Regions from separate parts of the Rattus norvegicus genome. Here region 2 is linked to region 1. The links are chromatin contacts, called in public Hi-C maps. All regions are on one chromosome and are shown on one strand. Each heading gives the region's core, a stretch centred on a gene start, on an enhancer-like site or on the middle of the called end of the contact. The rest is flanking DNA. Distances are from core to core; before and after follow the strand shown.

The links. Hi-C and Micro-C count contacts between places; a contact is called where the count stands out from the background.
Region 2: a contact with region 1 is called in a Hi-C map of Schwann cells, with 14 times the contacts expected there. The contact joins two enhancer-like sites. A contact is called at or near these places in 2 of 12 Hi-C or Micro-C datasets (Schwann cells and psoas muscle).

Annotation. Positions count from the first base shown.
Region 1 is chr11:44,667,721-44,670,939 of GRCr8, reverse strand. No RefSeq gene overlaps it. Among named protein-coding and RNA genes, the nearest start is that of Atp5po, 12 kb to the right of the region's middle. Within about 2 kb of position 1,674, at least 19 of the 93 cell types and tissues checked have an H3K27ac peak or open chromatin away from gene starts, as enhancers often do. A contact at or near this core is called in Schwann cells, where this site is marked.
Region 2 is chr11:44,918,362-44,921,580 of GRCr8, reverse strand. No RefSeq gene overlaps it. Among named protein-coding and RNA genes, the nearest start is that of Kcne2, 83 kb to the left of the region's middle. Within about 2 kb of position 1,745, at least 3 of the 93 cell types and tissues checked have an H3K27ac peak or open chromatin away from gene starts, as enhancers often do. A contact at or near this core is called in Schwann cells, where this site is marked.

The DNA of each region.
Region 1 (3,219 bases), core at 425-2,924:
TGTTTGTTTGTTGTGTGAATGTATGCTTGAGTCAGTTCTCTCTTTCCACCATGTGGAACCCAGGGATTGAACTCAGGTCATCAGGCTTGGCCACAAGCACCTTTACCCACTGAACCCTCTTACTGACCATAATGCACTTTGACCCTTGCTTGTTTACCAACATGTTCTGGCTGCAGGTTGGTTCAGAACTTTACTTCTGCAGATGACACCTGCTTCTGACCCACGACAAGCCTCCCCACAATCGGGCCCCTTCCCAAATGGAATTGATGTTGACGGGAACTGTGTCCTGCTTGCAGAGGGTCTCACACCATCTCTTCCAAGTTCTGGGCCATGGCCCAGTGAAGAGAGGAAATAACACGTTAATGTTGCATTTAAAATGGCCCCTGTTTGTGTTCATCTCCCCTCTACTGGAGAAACAACAGATAGAAAAACCCTGTGAGAGCCTGATACAGCCGACTCCTAAGAGGCTCTGCCAGAACTTGACAAATACAGAGGTGAATGTGAATTCTCACAGCCAACCGTTGAACCAAGAATGGGGTTCCCAGTGGAGGAGTTAGAGACAGGATTGAAGGAGCTGAAGGGGTTTGCAACCCCATAGGAAGAACAACAATACCAACCAACCAGAGCTCCCAGGGACTAAACCACCATCCAAAGAGTACACATGGACAGACCCATGGCTCCAGCTGCATATGTGGCAGAGGATGTTGGGCACCAATAGGAGGAAAAGCCCTTGGTCCTGCCAAGACTCAACCCCCTAGGGGAATGTCAGGGCAGGAGGCAGGAAGGGGTAGCTGGATGGACAGGTGGGGGAATGTAGAAGCGGGAGGAGGAATGGGATAGGGAGGTTATAGACAGGGAACTGGGAAAGGGGATAACATTTAAAACGTAAATAAAATTTTAAAATTCCAATAAAAAATAAACTGAGAAAGAAAGAAAGAGAGAGAGAGAGAGAGAACGAAAGAAAGAAAGAAAGAAAGAAAGAAAGAAAGAAAGAAAGAAAAAAAGAGAAAACCCCTGTGAGAGGTGAGAGTAACAGGCTGTTCCCGGTACCTCCCAGGCTGAGACATGCTACCTCCTGTTAAGATATTTCCACTCTCCACAGAAGAACCCGAGACAGAAATTAGTTAAGACACAGAGGTGGTGAGGCAAAGCCTAGGTCACTCCATCCAGAACAACCAACAGTGACCAGACCCGAGGGCAGCTCTCCTCAGGCCTCTCAGTCGGTTAGAAATGCTCCGTGCAAGCGAACTCACTACTGTGGCTTTCCCTTTTAAGATCAATATTGTGCTTCAAACTAGGGGCCAAAGAATGTTCTGCTCTGTGTTTTTCGTTTGCTTCTTCTGTCGCTATCGTCCTCCAGAATAAGATTCCCAAAGGTATAGCGCTGCCCTCCTGACCTAGCCCCACCCTACCGCCCACCTCCAACAAAGGACTGTCACTTCTAAGTCAGAAACCTGCCCAGTGAAGCAAGACCTAGGTTGTTATGGGAAGTCTGAGAGCCGAGGACCAGCTAAGATGGTTTCTAGGGGAGGGTCTATGCCAGGCATCAGCTGTGATGGCGGAGGACGTGACTGGAGCTATCAGAATTGTTTGTTTCACAATGATCTGTTTCTCGCTCACTAATGTGAGCCAGACACTGCATTTTGGACCCAGCGCTAGAAAGACTGTTTTGCAATGTAAAGCGATGGCGCCCCCTAGTGTCAGTAGCATCTCGCAGAAACCTGCGACCAGTCTCCTCCTGGTGACCTTGAACATTGAGCAGGTAGTGACTTCAAGGTGGGCACAACCTCACGCCTAGAGGTGAAGGGAACAAACCTGAATCACAGCGTGGTGAAAATCAAAACCCTCTATCTGCCACTCTGCGGATCTGAGAGGTTTGAGTTTCAGGGGAAAAAAAACAAATGCTAAACTTTTCAAATAAAAAATGAATTAATTAATTAACAATTACGTGTATGCTGGTGAGGTGGGGTGGCATGTCTTTGATCCCAGTATTCGAGAGGCAGAGGTAGAGGCAGGTAGATCGGTATGAGTCTAAGGTCAGCGTGGTCTGCGTAGAGAGTTCCAGTCCAGACAGTGCTACAGTTTTTTTTTTTTAAAACGGGCCAGGGTTGGGGGTGGGGGGCGGGGTGGCTCACGCCTTTAACAGCAGCATTCAGAAAGCGGGGGTGGGGGGGGTGGGGGGGGTGTTGGGGATTTAGCTCAGTGGTAGAGCGCTTGCCTAGGAAGCACAAGGCCCTGGGTTCGGTCCCCAGCTCTGAAAAAAAGAACCAAAAAAAAAAAAAAAAAGAAAAGAAAAAGAAAAACAACCAAACCAAATAAACAGCCTTGTGTATCCAAGTATGCCAGTGCGTGGATACGTCCATGTGAGCACGCAAATGCCGAAAGAGTCCAGAAGAGAGCGTCAGATCCCCTGGAGCTGGGGTTAGCAGTCTAAATGCAGACCTGGATGCTGGAAACTGAACGGGGTGGGGTTGGAGTTGTCCTCTGCAAGGGCAGCGCAAGGTCTTAACTACCGAGCCGAGTCTCCACTCTCACCAGCAACTCTTATTACATGATTTACCGTCCCTTTCCTCTGAGCACACGTCCCAGATCTTAAGGTTAAAGAGTTTAAATTCATGTGGTGATAATGCCTTCTCTCTCTTGTTCATTACCAAGTTTCCAACATACAATCCCTGCAAACTGCGAGACTCCTGCAAGAGCGCCTGAGGTCATTTGCTCTTTCTGGCACTTTAAAGAGAAAGACTGTGTTTGAAAGAACTGCTCTAACGCAAGCCGCCACCCTGCAAGATGAGAGGACTGCAGTACGGGGTTTGTGCACAGTTCTTAAACAGAACAAAGGAAACACCAGAAAGGAACGTACTCCAGCGTGAATCAGTAGATAATGCAAACACTCCCAAGTCCTTTCCACAAGAAGAGGATTTATATGTATATGAGTGCTCTATCTGCATGTACACCTGCAGGCCAGAAGAGGGCATCAGACCCCAGTATAGATGGTTGTGAGCCACCATGTGGTTGCTGGGAGTTGAACTCAGGACCTCTGGAAGAGCAGACAGTGCTCTCCAATGCTGAGCCATCTCTCCAGCCCAAAAAGCAAAACCCTCCTTAGTCTTGTCCTAAATCAATACCACACTTGCAATGAAATCTACAGACACCCAGGCCAGGGCAATTTGTGTGGAAACTTGTGTGTAGAGGAATTATAGAATGTGGTTCATACATGTT
Region 2 (3,219 bases), core at 496-2,995, 250 kb before region 1:
AATGGAACGGAAAGAAACAGGGCTGAGATGGCTCGGTAGTTAAGAGCACCGGAGGACCAGGCTTCAGTTCCTAGCATTCATATCAGGAGGCTTACAAGTGTCTGTCTGTCAGTCCACTTTTAGGGCAATGTGATGACTCTGGTGTCTGTCTGTGGCACTTGCTCTTATGCTCACAAAGCCCCTATACAGACATATGCATAGAATTCTATATATTCCTAAATCACATAAATGAATGGTGGCGATGAGAACTAAGTCTCTTCCTGTGAGAATGGAGGGTTACAGATAACAAACAAGAGGAAGCCAGAATGATCTGTGGAAACATACATATACTCACACACACTCATACTTACACAATATATTCACACATGCAGGCACACACACACATACATACACACTCACACACATGCACACTCACGCACACACATACTCATACTCACACAGTACACTCACACATGCAGGCACACACACATTCACACATGTACACTGACACACACAGTCACACACTCATACTCATATAATACACTCGTACATGTGTGCATGCACACACACACAGACTCGCACACACTCACACACTCACACACACTCATACTCACAATACACTCATACATGGGGCACCCACATGTATGAGTTCACACACTGTTACATATACACATACACACTCATACAATACACTCACACATGTGGGCATGCACACAAACCCTCACATGCATGCTCACAGGCATGCACACACTCTCATACATATGCACACACACATGCACATACGCACACACGCACGCATACTCATGCACACACAGAGTCTCACCTGTCCGTTGAGAGGACCTGGGAACAATGGTCACCCAGCAGTAACATGCCCCCTGTCCCCAGATTCTGCTCTGTGCTCACATTCAGCAGTGAAGGAACTGGAACTTCTTGGACAGATGTCTGGTCTTAGGAATGGAGCAAGAACCATATGGGGCATCTCGTACCCAACCTGAAGGAAGTGTGTTCAAGTTTAAACCCAAAGCCTGCACAAACAAGATTGGATAGGAGAGATGTGGCAAGGAGTGAAAGAGCTCTCATGACCACAGTGTAACAGCTTAGGCAACAAACACTTAAAAGTAGCATTTGATCATCATTTCGTGTAGATAATTAATATCCGCAACCCGGTACTGATATAGTAAATTGTCAGATAATTAAATGGGAGAGAATAAATGCATTTCTCATGCAGAATTATTTTAAATTTTTAAAATGACATATTTGTGTGTGTGTGTGTGTGTGTGTGTGACACACACGTGTGGAGATCAGAGGACAACTTGCAGTTCCCTCTCTCTTCCACGTGGATCCTGGAGCTTGAGCTTGGGTCGTCAGGCTTGGTCGCACGCACTTATCCGCTGAGCCATCCCACCTGCCCTCTTTTTTTTTTTTTTTTAAGATTTATTTATTTTACACAAGTACATTATGGCTGTCTTCAGACATACCAGAAGAGGGTGCCAGATCTCATTACAGATGATTGTGGGCCACCACGAGGTTGCTGTCACCTACCCTCTTGCGTAGAATTCAAAACAGTCTGTAGATGATGACGTACGTCGCAAGGGAAGTGGAAATGACTCCCTATTTCCTAATTATGAGCCGTATGCAGGGATTTCTTTCTGAAGAACACAATACACAAAGAAAGAAACAATGGGCTTGCAACGCGGCCCCCTTCCCCCCACAAAAAAAAAAAAAAAACCACTGCCTCAGACCAATGACTAAGCTCAAAGCCACGCGACCAGCATGCCATAAGATGACATAGTAAGGAGGATGGATGTTTACTCGGTGCTCTTCCTCTCCTACACCCTACAGCCCTAAAAATGCAGGAAGCTGACCCAACAAGCATGCAAACCAAATGGGACGTGGTGCCATGGGCAGGGTCATGAGATGGAAGTGAGTGTGAGGGGAAATCTGAGGCCACCTGCATGAAGCCTGGCTTCAACTCAACATGACACAACAGTGTCTGCCTGCCTGCTGAGTGTGCCATTGCTGTAGATGCCAGTAAGAGTGGTGTGTGTGTGTGTGTGTGTGTGTCTGTATATGTGTGTTTGTGTGTCTCTGTGTGTGTGCATGTGTGTGTCTCTGTGTGTGTCTCTGTGTGTGTGCATGTGTGTGTGTCTATGTGTGTGTGTGTCTATGTGTGTGTGTGTCTGTGTGTGTGTCTATGTGTGTGTCTATGTGTGTGTGTGTGTCTGTGTCTGTGTCTGTATATGTGTGTTTGTGTGTCTCTGTGTGTGTGCATGTGTGTGTGTCTATGTGTGTGTGTCTGTGTCTGTGTATGTATATGTGTGTTTGTGTGTCTCTGTGTGTGTGCATGTGTGTGTGTCTATGTGTATGTGTGTGTCTGTGTATGTATATGTGTGTTTGTGTGTCTCTGTGTGTGTGCATGTGTGTGTGCGTGTCTGTGTCTATGTGTGTGTGTGTCTGTGTCTGTGTATGTATATGTGTGTTTGTGTGTCTCTGTGTGTGTGCATGTGTGTGTGCGTGTCTGTGTCTATGTGTGTGTGTGTCTGTGTGTGTGTCTCTCTGTGTGTATGTGTGTATGTGTATACTTGCATCTTTTTGTCTCACTGTCTCTCTCTTCTCTGTGTGTGCATGTGTGTATCTGTCTGTGTCTATGTGTGTGTGTCTATGTGTGTGTATGTCTGTAGGTTTCTGTGTGTGTCTCTGTGCGTCTGTGTGTGTGTGTGTGTGTCTGTGTATGTATATGTGTGTGTGCATGTGTGTGTGTCTATATGTGTGTATGTCTGTGTGTGTCTGTGTCTATCTGTGTGTATGTCTCTGTGTGTCTGTGTATGTGTCTCTCTGTGTGTATGTGTATACTTGTGTCTCTCTGTCTCACTGTCTCTCTCTGTCTTTGTGTGTGCATGTGTGTGCATGTGTGTGTGTGTCTGTGTCTATCTGTGTGTATGTCTCTGTGTGTCTGTGTATGTGTGTCTGTGTGTGTGTCTCTCTGTGTGTATGTGTATACTTGTGTCTCTCTGTCTCACTGTCTCTCTCTGTCTTTGTGTGTGCATGTGTGTGCATGTGTGTATCTGTCTGTGTGTCTATGTGTGTGTATGTCTGTAGGTTTCTGTGTGTGTCTTTGTGCGTGTCTCTGTGTGTGTGTGTCTGTGTGTGTGTGCCTATCTGTGTGTGTCTCTGTGCGTCTCTGTGTGTGTGTGTGTGCGTCTCTGTGTGTGTGTGTATGTCTGTAGGTTTCTGTGTGTG